2 separate regions of the Ovis aries genome follow, and region 2 is linked to region 1. Evidence: chromatin contacts called from public Hi-C data. All regions are on one chromosome and are shown on one strand. The core of a region is the stretch at or near the end of the contact, and the rest is flanking DNA. Distances in the headings are between cores, read along the strand shown.

What was found. A called contact is a pair of places that touch in the nucleus more often than the background predicts.
Region 2: a Hi-C map of muscle shows a contact between it and region 1, with 5 times the contacts expected there. The contact joins two enhancer-like sites. A contact is called at or near these places in 8 of 16 Hi-C or Micro-C datasets (blood, hypothalamus, liver and 4 more).

Annotation. Positions count from the first base shown.
Region 1 is chr8:25,751,038-25,758,474 of ARS-UI_Ramb_v3.0, forward strand. No RefSeq gene overlaps it. Among named protein-coding and RNA genes, the nearest start is that of CCN6, 56 kb to the left of the region's middle. Within about 2 kb of position 4,519, at least 6 of the 54 cell types and tissues checked have an H3K27ac peak or open chromatin away from gene starts, as enhancers often do.
Region 2 is chr8:26,033,304-26,040,740 of ARS-UI_Ramb_v3.0, forward strand. All of the region lies in intron 3 of FYN (FYN proto-oncogene, Src family tyrosine kinase), which reads left to right. Among named protein-coding and RNA genes, the nearest start is that of TRAF3IP2, 99 kb to the right of the region's middle. Within about 2 kb of position 4,213, at least 12 of the 54 cell types and tissues checked have an H3K27ac peak or open chromatin away from gene starts, as enhancers often do.

The sequences.
Region 1 (7,437 bases), core at 3,269-5,768:
CTCCTTTTACCAGGAACCCAAAATGTCAACAACACGCAACACAAGAGGAAGTAGGAGTGCAGATCTGTTTAAAAAGTCTGCCTAGTGAACACAACACACAATCCCAGAGCCTTGAAAAGAGTCTATACATGTGAGGAGCCCTGAAGTTCAAGTGCCATTAGCTTCTAGGTAAATCCACAGATGGCAAGGAACCAAGAGAATGAGCATATAGATAAGACTTGAGGAGTGTCAGGCCAAGGCTGGGCTGGATATGAGTGCTATTTTTTAATGCACTTTTCAGAACCTCTTTCTTATTCCTATGTATATAAATGTTTTCACTACTGTGGCAACTGCCAAAGGCTTTTCATTTATATATTTTATCAAACTAGCTTCCATCCAATACTCTCATAATTGGGAACAGTTGGTAAACTACAGGCACTGGGAGAGGAGGCGGTTTTCCACCCTCATCCAAAAAGAGGCATGGAGACCAAGAGTCTGGCCCCTTAACTGCTTCTCTGGGTGGGAATCAGAAAGAGCTGGGCATTCTTGCCACAGTCTAAAATTCAGGAGTTTTAGACCCAAGCCTGAGAGCTCCTGGCTTCAGTTTTCCCCATCTGCAAATCGATGATATTTACAGCCAGTGACTGCTGAATGAGTGGCACTATTTAACAGCAAAATGTTAGTATCATTGCTTTTCCTCTTTGATATCACAGGGCAAGATAAATTTATGATATTGTAATTGTTTCCATGGCAGCAAATCATATTGTCCCAAACAGGGGATTTTATGACTTCATGGTTGGATTAAGGAAAAGGAGAAATCAGATTGAGAGTGAGAAATTTGCTCAAGCACAAATATCTTCAATGATAGCAAGGGGAATAGTACAAATTACAGACAGACAAAATTGCCTTCAGTTTAAACGGTCTTTTCACAAGTTCATCTTGGTGCAGAAGCCCCCTTCTCCAGGCATATAATTTGGATAATGATGCCTCTTTGCTTGAATTCACAGAAGGCTAATGGTGAAGCTCATCTATTTCGGGAATGCTGCAGCAATGCTAATACTAATTGTTTTGCAGCAGATATCTGGATTTCTGCTGTAAGCGGTTTTGTTTGGCTTTTCTAATTGTTTGGGTTTTTTTCTTTTTCTTTAACTCCTGCAAGGTCTTATCTACACAAATTTACTTGAAAAAAAAAAAAAAACAATTTCCAGATAAAAATTGGCTTTTTGTCATCTGAAAATCTGTCAAAAGCTCCTTCTCCTCACTAGAGCATCTGCTTTGCTTTTCTCGGGTTCCTATTGACTTTATTCTCACATTTCCAGAGTCTCTCACTAGTTTCTATCAGTTTAAGAAGACAAAATTTCTTTCTAATTTTGAAGCCACTTAAATTTAACCTCAGTTTCGCTTAGTCACAGACAACAAACAGCGACTTGAAACTCTGCCCTGTCTCTCCCCTCCCTGCCTCTCCTTTCTTCCTCCTCCTCTCTCTCCCCCTCTTCTCTCTCCCTTCCTTCCCACCCCCCTTCTCTCTCTTCCCTTGCTTCTGTCTTTCCTCATTTCTCCCCAAGCCCACCCCACTCTTTTGCACTGAAATATTTCCAGCACCTTCCAAGAGTGATCTCCCCACCTCTTCCTTTTAATCCTCAAACAGCCAGAATCTTGCAAGTTCCCGCTGATTCGTAAAATTTCTTGAGAGCCAGTTGGCCAGGAGCACGGTGTAGCTTTCTGCTCTGCACACCCCAGAGATTTGATGCATCTTGTCAAGTTCCCTCGGTGATCCTTCTCCATTCTCTCTCTGAAGACTCCACTTTGTTGAATCCTATACAGTGAGTTATAGGCAGACCTCAGCGATATTGTAGGTTTGGTTCCAGACCATCACAGTCAAGCAAATATTTCAATAAAATGAGTCACACGAATTTCTTGGTCTCTCAATGAATATAAAAGTTAACATTTACACTATACTGTGGTCATTTAGTGTGCAACAACATTATGCCAAAAAAAAGGTACATACTTTAATTGAAAAATATTGCTAAGTTGTAGTAATAGAATCGAAGATCACTGATCACAAATTATATACATATATGAGTGAAGCTGCTCAGTCGTGTCTGACTCTTTGTGACCCTGTGGACTGTAACCCACCAGGCTCCCCTGTCCATGGGATTCTCCAGGCAGGAATACTGGAATGGGTTGCCATTTCCTTCTCCGGGGGATCTTCCTGACCCAGGGATCGAACCCGGGTCTCCCGCATTGCAGGCAGATGTTTTAACCTCTGAGCCACCAGGAAGCCCATATATAGATAGATAGATAGATAATTATTATATAATTATATTATTATTATAGCAAATATAATAATAATAAAAAGTTTGAAATATGGTGAGAATTACCAAAATGTGAAAGAGAGACATAAAATGAGCAAATGCTGTTGGAAAAATAGCACCAATAGGGTTGCTTGGCACAGGTTACCCAAAAACCTCCCATGTGTTAAAACAAAAACAAACAAACAAAAAAAAACACACAGTGTACATGAATCGCAATAAGTGAAGTGAAAGAGAAAGTCACTCGGTCGTGTCCGACTCTTTGCGACCCCATGGACTGTACAGTCCATGGAATTCTCCAGGCCAGAATCCTGGAGTGGGTAGCCTTTCCCTTCTCCAGGGGATCTTCCCAACTCAGGAATTGAACTGGGGTCTCCTAAAGAATCCTGCAGGCAGATTCTTTACCAACTGAGCTTTCAGGGAAGCCCAAAGCACAATAAAGCAAAGTGCAAAGAAACGAGCTGTGACTGGTGCTTCAACATGCTTCCATTAACAAATGCTCTATGACGGTTAATTTTAATATATGTCAATTTGGTATCTGGTTATTCAATAAAATGCTAATCTAGGCGTTTCTGTGAAGGCATTTGGTTGATGTGGTGAACATCTACAATAGTTGACCTTAAGGAGATGACCCTAAACAATGTGGGTGAGTCTTGTTCAATCAGCTGAAGGCCTTAAGAGCAAGAACAGGCTTCTCAAAGAAGAAATGCTGTCAAGACTATAATATCTATTTCCGCCTGAGTTTCCTAGCTGCTGCCTGCCCTACAGATTTAGGACTTTCCAGAACCCCACAAGCATGTGAGCCAATTCTTAAGTCTGTGTGTGTGTGTTCTCTGAAGAGCCCTGACTGACAGATGCATGTAAAGAACACTTTAGGTGTTCAGTGACATGCCAAGCATACACTATGAGAAAGGACACGTAAGATGATTCACTCCCCTCCAAAGAGTTATAAGTCATGGGAGAACCAAAACTACCTGCGCCTGCTCCTGCAGGTAACCGGAAGGAGCATGAGATGAAGAAGGTGGTTTGGAGGTTTGAGGAAGGAGAGAAGGCCATTAGTATCTGCTGGGTCAACACGCATTTTGGATGAATGGCAACCATGCCAGGCAAAGGCAGAGGGGTGTAGAAGGGGGACAGTGAGAACTGAAAGTGAGCCTGACCTTTCTCCAGCGGGGCTCTGCTTGCAGGGTGCAGCCCTTACCTGGATCACCATCTACTTCCAGGAAAAGCCCGCCCTTCCTGAGTGCTCCCTTCATCCATGCTACCATTTGCCTATTCCATGACAGAGAACTTCTGAGAAATCTTTGGTTCATTCCTAATCTTCATTAGTCCAGTTCATTAGCAAGTCCTGCTGCCACTTTCGTCTCTTACTATTGAGTCCTCCTACCTTTCTTTTGTACCGTCACAGCCTGAGAAGAGATACTGATAAATTCCCATGGGGACAATCCTCCACCACAGACTTCTTCCCTCTAAATCTGCTACCCTCCTGCACTGACCCTTGCCACCTCAACCAGAATTATCTTCCCCTACTGGTGTCATTTTTGTTTTTTTTTCTTTTTATTTATTGGAGTATAGCTGCTCAACAATGTTGTGTTATTTTCTGCTGTACAACAAATGAATCAGCTATAATATACATACGGCCCCTCCCTCCCACCCATCCACGTCATCAGAGAGCGCCAAGCTGAGCTCCCGGTGTTATGCAGCAACTTCCCACCCGCTGTGGTTCCACACATGGTGGTGTATTTACGTCCAACCTAATTTCCCGATTCATCCCACTCTCCTCTTCCCACCGTGTCCACACATACATTCTTTACGTCTGTGTCTCTACTCTTGCCCTGAAACTAGGATCATCTGTACCATTTTTCTAGATTCCACATACATGTGTTAATATAGAATATTTGTTTTTCTCTTTCTGACTTACTTCGCTCTGTGTGACAGACTCCAGGTCCATCCACGCCTCTGCAAATGACCCAGTTTCATTCCTCTTTATGGCTGAGTAATATTGTTTTTATTGAGCCGTCATTTTTATTTTACTTTTCTTACCCTTCTTGAGCTGGGATTCTAGCAGCTTTCCACATCACCAAAGACAGAGCCAAGGTGCTGATCGTTTGTTTCCAAGGCCAGGGAGCTTTAGCCACCTTTCCTCTTCGCTATGTCCCTCCCCCTTGGCCTGACCTTCTTCTTGCCCCAAACCTGTTCCTAAGCTGTGCCACAGGCTTAGCCAGGCCACCTGGGAAAACTTGCTGAACCGATCCAGTGCTCTCACAGGCTTCCCTGGCCCTGACTATGTGTAATTCCCACCACTCCCTTTATCTTCCTGTTCACGGGCTCACCCTCCTCTGTCACTCCCGATCCTGGCATATAAGTGTGATGTTAAGGGAGCACACAGGGCCAGGGACAACCTGAGCCCAGGATCTGGTTTGTCAGCTGTAAGATTGGCTCTTACTTGAAGCATCTGCTTAGGTCCGCGATCTAAAAGTGCAGGGAGGAGGAAGCACTCGTGAAACCAGGAAGGCTCAAGCACAGTGATGTGCTCACAGCTTTAAAAACAGCAGCCAAGGAGCTTCTCTGGGGGTCCAGTGGTTGAGAACCCACCTTCCCATGCAGGGGACTCAGACTGATCCCTGGTTGAGGAACTAAGATCACAGATTCCTTGGATCAACTAAGTCCTCAGGCCACAGCTACAGAGCCCCCATGCTCTGGAGCCTGCCCACAACAACAAAAGATCCCACATGCACCAACTAAGACCCAACGCAGTAAAAGATAAATAACTGAAAAAGTAAAACCAGTCATAAAAATGCAGCATTTCTACTTCGAAGTTTTGTTAAAAGGCAGGGGGTGGGGGCGATGCAGGAGGCAAACCCAGTTCTTATCGTAAAAACATCCTGTGAACGTAACAGCCTTCAGTGGGTTGAAGTTACAGGGAAATATATTCCCTCCCCAAACCCCAAACCCCTATTCCCATTGCAAAACAGCAAAGTCATGGACCAGGCACTGTGATTTTAGCCTTTCTCTGAACACTCTCCTCCTGGCTCCTGACAAGAGTTTGGAGATCATCCTTTGACCTCATTGTTCAGAGGGAACGAACACCATCAGCCTGTGAGCTAACTTGGCCTCAACATCACCCCTGAGACTCAAAACCCGGCTTCAGAAGGGTGGGAAGGGCTGGACACAAGGAAAGGAGAGAGAGAGGGCAGGAACCTCGCTGGCTGTTATTGGAAGGACCAGGTCAGGGGAAGGAAGTCTTCCATAGCCGATAGCCAGATGAAGAAATGGAGAGACAGCCGCCCCCAGAGAGCCGCTGCCACCGAGGAAGGCCGAGCTGGAGACCCTGAGTTTCCCCACAGACCCTGCCTGACGCCCCTCTCTGAGCATCCCCCCATCCCGATCCTCCCCTGCTCAACCCTCTCTCCAGTAGGTATACACTCTCCACAGTTAGAGAGGTTGATGCTAACCTGACTGAACTCTAAAAGCAACCAAGAAGGCTTAAAAAAAAAAAAAAAGTACTGGTGATCTACTTGGAGGAAATCTGCTGGAGAAATAAAAAGGTAACTCTTTGAGTAGCATCTACAGACCTGATGGCTGTGTGCTAATGCAAGTGAAACGAATCCTCCGTCCTGAGCTTGTCTACCCGGGAAAAACAAGGAGGAAACCGTCCGTCTTGCCTTTGTTTGCAGGGAATTTCAGAATTCCCATCTTTGCTCTTTTCATTCTGTGCTCTTAGCCAAACGCAAATCCGGAACCACACACTAGAGGTCGCTGCTCATTACGCTCCAACCTCATGTTGAAGGCGGGTGGGGGAAGGGCTGACCGCCTCTCTTCACTCAGTGGGAGGAACCTGCAGGCTCCGGCGGCTGGGAAATCTGCTTGGTCACACCCAGGGCAGGTATGTCAGGAGGCCGGAGCCCGCAAGTGCGTGCGTTGCTCTTCCTGACACAGGCCGAAGTATAACAAAGGAAAAAAGCAAATTGCCAAAGGTACTTCCAATTGTAAAGCACTGCCTAATTGGTGACCTTTAAAACGCTTGCCCTCTCCTCCTCAACTTACCAAATGGAACCACATCTTTCCAAGTGACCCACCATGAACAGTAAGAAGGACCTGGATAAAAAGCCAAGGTTTAAACAGACGGTACCAGCAGCGAGCCACCAGCAATGACACCACTGGGTTGGTATCCTCCCCAGCTGGTTCTGTGCCCAGAATATAAAACAGCTAAGAAATAAAATGACAAGACAACAAAGCAGATAACACTGGAAGCAATTACAGCCTCTCTCGATGCTGAGATTTCTAGAACTGCCACTCAAGGAGCGGTACGATTCTAATCGAAGGCCATTACCCATGAACCAGATCGCAGGCTGGCTGATTCCTATTATTCTGTTCCTAATTTTCCTAATTATGTTCACCTGTCCCTTCTTTAGTCCTGACTTTGCAAGTTGCAGTCCAGTTCACACAGACCCATCTCAAAAGCAATATAGAGGCTGGAGTTGACAAAAAAAGCCAGCAGTATCATTGTTTCCAGGCAAGTCCCAAAGTGTTTCTTTATTATTTGCTGCATTTCCACTTCTGTCTTTTACTCTAGATCCAGAGTAGAATCTATTAATAGATGTTGATGCAGAGTCCTTACACATACAGGTGCTGCTACGAGACCATGTATGTCAGTATGAAGACTGTAGCACTGACTCCATCTCTTAGGGAAATTCCTAAAAGACAGAGCCCAAAGCACCGGTGTAGACAGAGAAGGTCTCTTGCTGAAGAGTAGGGGGGCTTAAACCTTTCTGCTTGTGGGTTACAAGCAGAGGTGGGAGCATGTGGGGACAGGAACAGCTTGGCAAGGGCAGGGAAGTAAACAGAAGCATGGCTTCTGTGGGGAGACCCAGGTGATGCTCTTGCCCCAGGCTGAGGTGCTGTTGCTGAGTTAGAAAGGAGCAAGGGAACCGCTGAAGGTGGCAGAGCGGGAGGAGCACAGTGTATATCGTGATGAGGAGTCTGGACGCACACTTTTTAATTGTGGCAAAATATACAAAACATAAAATGTACCATTTTAATCATTTTTAAGTGTACAATTCAGTTAGCATATCCACATGATTGTACACCATTGCAGCTATCCATCTCAGGGACTTTATCATCATCTCAAACAGAAATTCTGTAC
Region 2 (7,437 bases), core at 2,963-5,462, 280 kb after region 1:
GCAGCCAAATATAGAGAAGCTCTATACAGTCAACAAAAACAAGACTGGGAGCTGACTGTGGCTCAGATCATGAACTTTTTATTGCCAAATTCAGACTTAAATTGAAGAAAGTAGGGAAAACCGCTAGACCATTCAGGTATGACCTAAATCAAATCCCTTATGATTATACAGTGAAAGTGAGAAATAGATTTAAGGGCCTAGATCTGATAGATAGAGTGCCTGATGAACTATGAACTGAGGTTTGTGACATTGTCCAGGAGACAGGGATCAAGACCATCCCCATGGAAAAGAAATGCAAAAAAGCAAAATGGCTGTCTGGGGAGGCCTTACAAATAGCTGTGAAAAGAAGAGAAGTGAAAAGCAAAGGAGAAAAGGAAAGATATAAGCATCTGAATGCAGAGTTCCAAAGAATAGCAAGAAGAGATAAGAAAGCCTTCCTCAGCGATCAATGCAAAGAAATAGAGGAAAACAACAGAATGGGAAAGACTAGAGATCTCTTCAAGAAAATTAGAGATACCAAGGGAACATTTCATGCAAAGATGGGCTCAATAAAGGACAGAAATGGTATGGACCTCACAGAAACAGAAGATATTAAGAAGAGGTGGCAAGAATACACAGACGAACTGTATAAAAAAGATCTTCACAACCAAGATAATCATGATGGTGTGATCACTCACCTAGAGCCAGACATCCTGGAATGTGAAGTCAAGTGGGGCTTAGAAAGCATCACTACCAACAAAGCTAGTGGAGGTGATGAAATTCCAGCTGAGCTATTTCAAATCCTGAAAGATGATGCTATGAAAGTGCTGCACTCAATAGGCCAGCAAGTTTGGAAAACTCAGCAGTGGCCACAGGACTGGAAAAGGTCAGATTTCATTCCAATCCCAAAAAAAGGCAATGCCAAAGAATGTTCAAACTATCGCACAATTGCACTCATCTCACAATCTAGTAAAGTAATGCTCAAAATTCTCCACGCCAGGCTTCAGCAATACATGAACCATGAACTTCCAGATGTTCAGGCTGGTTTTAGAAAAGGCAGAGGAACCAGAGATCAAATTGCCAACATCCGCTGGATCATGGAAAAAGCAAGAGAGTTCCAGAAAATATCTATTTCTGCTTTATTGACTATGCCAAAGCCTTTGACTATGTGGATCACAATAAACTGTGGAAAAATCTGAGAGAGATGGGAATACCAGACCACCTGACCTGCCTCTTGAGAAACCTATGTGCAGGTCAGGAAGCAACAGTTAGAACTGGACATGGACCAACAGACTGGTTCCAAATAGGAAAAGGAGTATGTCAAGGCTGTATATTGTCACCCTGCTTATATAACTTATATTCAGAGTACATCATGAGAAACGCTGGGCTGGAAGAAGCACAAGCTGGAATCCAGATTGCCAGGAGAAATATCAATAACCTCAGATATGGAGATGACACCACCCTTATGGCAGAAAGTGAAGAGGAACTAAAAGCCTCTTGATGAAAGTGAAAGAGGAGAGTGAAAAAGTTGGCTTCAAGCTCAACATTCAGAAAACGAAGATCACGGCATCTGGTCCCATCACTTCATGGGAAATAGATGGGGAAACAGTGGAAACAGTGTCAGACTTTATTTTTGGGGCCTCCAAAATCACTGCAGATGGTGACTGCAGCCATGAAATTAAAAGACGCTTACTCCTTGGAAGAAAAGTTATGACCAACCTAGATAGCATATTGAAAAGCAGAGACATTACTCTGCCAACAAAGGTCCATCTAGTCAAGGCTATAGTTTTTCCAGTGGTCATGTATGGATGTGAGAGTTGGACTGTGAAGAAAGCTGAGCACCGAAGAATTGATGCTTTTGAACTGTGGTGTTGGAGAAGACTCTTGAGAGTCCCTTTGACTGCAAGGAGATCCAACCAGTCCATTCTAAAGGAGATCAGCCCTGGGATTTCTTTTGGAAGGAATGATGCTGAAGCTGAAACTCCAGTACTTTGGCCACCTCATGAGAAGAGTTGACTCATTGGAAAAGACTGTGATGCTGGGAGGGATTGGGGGCAGGAGGAGAAGGGGATGACAGAGGATGAGATGGCTGGATGGCATCACTGACTCGATGGACATGAGTCTAAGTGAACTCCAGGAATTGGTGATGGACAGGGAGGTCTGGCGTGTTGCGATTCATGGGGTTGCAAAGAGTCGGACACTACTGAGTGACTGAACTGAACTGAGCAGCCTGAGGGTCATTTGAACAGGACAAGCCAGAAAGAGGAAGCCAGCAGATGTTCTAGGTGCCAGGAATGTGGCTTTTTCTTAAAATAATGTGACATTTTAAGAGTGATTTCTATTCAGTTCCCTTGCTCTGTGGTATGGAGCAAGGTCCTTCCTCCTCACCCTCCAAAGGCCATTGTTGCAGAGCCGAGCATCAGTGATCCGATGAGTCCAACTGCCCCTCTTTTATTTCTGAATCAAAGTTTTAACTTGATTTTCCATAGGCTCTGGTTCTGCTGCTGTTGCCTGTGGCAGCTTCTGCCTTTAGATGTTCCTGCTTTCACTTCTTCTCACCACAAAGACATAGTATTATTTTATCCCCTGTGTTTGGTGGGGGGTCTCTTGCTCTGAGGGCTCCCTAGAGTAGAAATCTGTTATTGTTGTGCTTGGAGGAAGCATTACATGTGTATAGCTCAGTTTATGCAGTCAACATGTTCCAGAAAGTTTACATAATGTAAAGCGCATCATGTTTTCAGTGCAGTAGGACAGCTCTGTTTTACACTAAGGAACCCAGTGCTGACTCCTTTCTGGTATCTATAAATATCCTGCCATGTCTAGGAAGTATCAGGAAACTAAGGGCTGCTCTAATGTCATTGGCACAAACGTTCATTAAGATGCCAAACCACATCAAGGAAGCTGGTGACTCACCATACCTGGCTTAGTACCAGCACCCTTGCTGAGCCCGCTGTCTCGGGGGGTAGGCTGGGGATCTGGAGGAGCGGAGCCCAGTCCGTGAAATCAGGGCATCCATTAGTCATGCACATGAGGTTGGGTTCTGTGGAGTCAGGGACCTTCTCCACCAGTCTCTCCCTCCGCACCTCCCACCCTGGTGCCCACACCCTTGCATGGACTGACCTAGATTCCATGGGGCAGGAGGCAAGACTAGTGTAGAGGCTCCATGGGCTGACCAGGAAGTCAGCCTGTCTGGCTTCAAATCCCATCCCCACCCCTGCCTGAGCTGTGGACAAATTCCCAAACTTCTCTGGTCCTCCATTGTACAGTGAGAGCAAATAGCAATCCTCCATCTTAGGGTTGTCATGGAAATTTAGTGAGAAGACACATTCCAGTACCTAGCACAGCACCTGGCTTGCTGTGCACCTTCATTTGATAGTGGTCATCACTGCTGAGATTGGGAGCCTTCATCTCTGTGATGCCCCATCCCACCAAAATATAATAAGCATTTGTTTTCTGTTGCCCTGTAACTAATTATGACAAACTTCCTGATTTAAAACAACGCCCATTTATCAGCTAACAGTTTTGAGTCACAAGTCCAGACACAATGTGGCTGCTCTCTCCGCTTGCAAGGCTGAAATCAGTGTATCGGCTAATAGCATTCTCACCTGGAGTCTTGAATGGGGAAGAATTCATTTCCAAGTTTTTTAGGCTTCTTGACCCAACTCAGTAGTTCCTTGTGGTTGTAGGACTGAGGTCCCCATTTCTTTGCAATCTGCCAGGTGGGGGCTGTTCTCAGCTCCTAGAGGCCACCCATATTCCTGGCCACATAACTCCTGTCTTCAAAGCTAGCAGTGGAAAATATCCCTCCCATGAAATGCCTTTCACACTTTGAATCTACTTCTCAAAAAAAAAAAAAAAAAAAAAGCCAGTTCCCTACAAGGGCTCACATGATGATGTCAGGTCTATCTAGGATAATCCCTCTTCAGTTAAAATCAACTGTGCAAAATACGAGAACCTAAACACAGGAGCCATGATTCCATCATCCACAAGTCCCAGGGACTATCCAGGGCTTATCTACAGGAGGTGGGAATCTTGGGCACACCTTAGAGTTCTGCAACACCTTTTCAACAAGGCAGGTACTTCACGCCTGCCTTCGAGTTGGCAGCAAAAAGAGGATTTTCCCTCACTGGCATGGTCTTTTGTGTTCATTTTTCATAACTGGGCTTCAGGCACTGGCTGGACCCAGCACCAGTGCTGTGTGTGGTTCAGACCTCAAGTATTTACATCTCTAAAATGCCATCCCAGCTGTGACCTTTTCCCTGCTTCGGGGAGTGTTTGTGCTTCAGAAAGGGTTGAGTGTGGCCCTGATCTCTCTCCAGCCTCCCCAGGCATCCCTGGTCCCTCTGTCCTGGCTGTCCCCATTAGACAGCCCTGCCTGCACTGCCCGCAGGGGGTCAGGACCCAGGGTCCCACAGAGAGGAGAGCCGTATCGTAAAAGATTTGAAAACGCTGAGACACTGGAGAGACAGATACTGTGGCCCAACTGCCACTGCTGCCAGTGAGGCCCTCCTCTGCCTCTCAATGTCCTGCTTCCAGCTGTTCCGTGGGGAAAGCTAAGGACAGCCTTCCCCAGACTCTCAGGGGAGTAGCTTCCCCGTCGAGGACACAGAAGTATACCTCAGGTTGATTCTTGTGGGTATTTCCAGTCTTGCAAGGATCGAGAGTTCCCTGCCATGAGTCTTCTGTCCTGAAATCAGTCCATTTTTCGCGTGACTCTGCCACATCTTATCCATTTGCCTCACTATTACTGTTGACTAGAAAAGGGCGTTTGGTTGTGAAGCTGCCAGTTTTTGCTTTTCCCCAGAGAAGTCGATGCAGCTGTACAGTCAGTGTGCAGCTGAGCTTTGCATACCTTTCCAGCTGTCCCCAGCTCAGTTACTGGTGTTTGGTTTCCAGGTTCTTAGTTTAGTTCCCTTTCCCATTCTTTCACTTTCCTCGTGATACCCACCCAGGTAGAGCAGGGAGCAGCTGAAGAGATGGTGAATGAGAGCCCCAGGAATCATGCCACATCAGCGCCCAGGCCAGTGTGTTCTTCCTGTCACTCTGCAGAGTCTGGGCTGTCAAGAGCCTTGCTGGCACTTACGTCTGAGAGCTCTTCTCTTCTCCACACCCACCTCGGTTGGTTTCTCAGGCAAAGTGCTTACATTGTTGAAATTGTTGTCAGTTTCCCCTTCCTCCTCCTGCTATCCTATTTGTGTGTCTCAAGAGAAAATAATTTGCTTTTTGCAGAAGACCGCCAGTGGCTTTTTTCCTTTTCTGGTACTTAGCTCACACGCCTGAAATCTTACAAGTCCTGCTGTGGTATAACCTGGGCATACAGGTGTTGCTTCATTGATTGGCATATGAGGAAATGTGGACAAATCTGTGTTTAACGTACACCTAGCCAACCAGACCGGGTTCTGTGGCATCAGCGGAGGGAACGTACATTCCACCAGACTCGTGCTAGACCAAAGTAGCCTGTGCCCAGAGTAGCGGATAGATTCCATCCTTCGTGTCAGCTTCTGTCAACCACTCAAGGGCTATGTGAAAAAGGACTCTGAGGCCACCCATGTGATGGTTGATATCCATCACTCTCATAGGAAGGGGGCGTGGAAGTCCTGGGATAATTCTTTCTTTAGTGATTTCTGCCCATTGTTTCATGCTCTTACGGCACATGTGAGAGCACCTGCAAGACTAAGGAAACTTTAAGTAAATCAGGTTTTACTTATATAGTAGAAGCAGAGCCCGTCTATTTGCAGAAGGATTGGAGAATAGGGGTCTTCACAGCTCTAATGAATACCCTGACCACAGGTACAGGATCCTGCTGGTCAAAGCGCTGTGCATCAGTTTTTCTAGGCCTGGTGATGTGCGGAGGACAGTGGTCATGACATATGATTTACTGATCAGAGGACTCCTGGGGCCCCACTTTCGAATGGCATTATTCAGCATTTCCCAGTGCCGCACAGGTCTTGAGCTAGTGTATTAGTGCTTTATATGTTCACGATGGATGCACAGCATGGGCCGTAAAAGCCATACTACAGAACTGTACATAATAAGGATGTTTTTATTGTAACCTGAATGCTAAGAACTTTTCTTCATGGCAAGGAGCCTGAAGGCACACTCAGTACAACTCATAGCATCTTCTGACCCCTTTCATCAGGAAATGGTTAGTCTGACCACCTCAAGTGGGAAGAAGACGACCACAAGTTCTTATACAAATATTTTCATTGAAATGTAGCTTTGAATGACTTGAACCTGCGTTTCCTGATTTATTTCCTTTTCTTCATGTTTGTCAGCGCAGTGAAGGGGATAAGCAAGATCCGAGCAGAAACATTTCTTATGCAAAATTGCAAGCATGTGAAGGGGTAAGGGAGCTGTCCCTTCTAGAAAAGAGAATTTTCTCCAAAACGATTCTGATTGAGTTTCGGGTTTCTGCATTTAATCATGTAACACATAACTTATTGAGTACCTGCTGTGTTTCAGGCACTGTTCTGGGCCCTGGGGATGCAATAATGAAAGAAAAACTGAAGAATAATCGCTGCTTCCAAGGAGCTTACTATTTGTTTCATTCCATTTTTGTCATTGCTATATTGCCAGTGGCTGGCACATAGTGGGTGCTCAATAAAGAGCAATTGAATGAGCAGAAATTCTCTAACCCACTGTTCCTCTTTTATCCTTTCTGCCTCAAAGCCAACCCTTTGTTTCATAAAATTATATAAAAGCTGTTAAACATTTATTATAGTAGTAATACTTTTTTTAGTAGATTTTTTTCTTTTTGGATATTTGTGAGTTACATTTTATTTGGGGCAAAATGAAGACTGTGGCCCCGGAGGCAGCACCTTAGATAGTTCTGAGAGACTGGTCCCAGTAGATTCCTGAAAGATTTTTTTTCTTAGTTTGGTTAGATGTAAGGTTCTGTTTTCAATAGGTTTCTGATGTAGGGTTTTGTTTTGATGGAATTGAAAGAGTAGTTTGTAGTGAGAGTTCTCAGTGGTTTTAGATTATTTACTCTGTCACAGGAATGAACTTCTCGAGAAAAAACAGCACTTTATGTCAGTTTTTTAAATTGCGTTTTTCGCCCCAGCATACCTGTTCTCCTAAGGAAGGCATTCTGGATTGCAGTGTTAACCACATGCATATAAGGAAAACAGCTCTTATACTGTTTCAAAGATATAGCTATAAATTCTGTCTTCTTCATAAATCAGGATTTCTCAAGCTTCATGCATTCACATTTGGAGCCAGGTAATTCTTTGTTGTTAGAGGCTGTCCTGTTCGCCGTAGGAGGCTTTGCAGCACCCTTGGTCTCTCACCACTGGATTCCAGCAGTCCTCCTTGCCCTCAAGTTGTGCAGCCAGACATGTCCCTTGGTCATGGGCCCCAAAGTCACCCACAGCTGAGAACCACTGGCCTAAATGATATGATTCTGTGATTCAGGTCACACATCCTCCAACTATAGCAGATCAGTGGCATCCCTGAGAA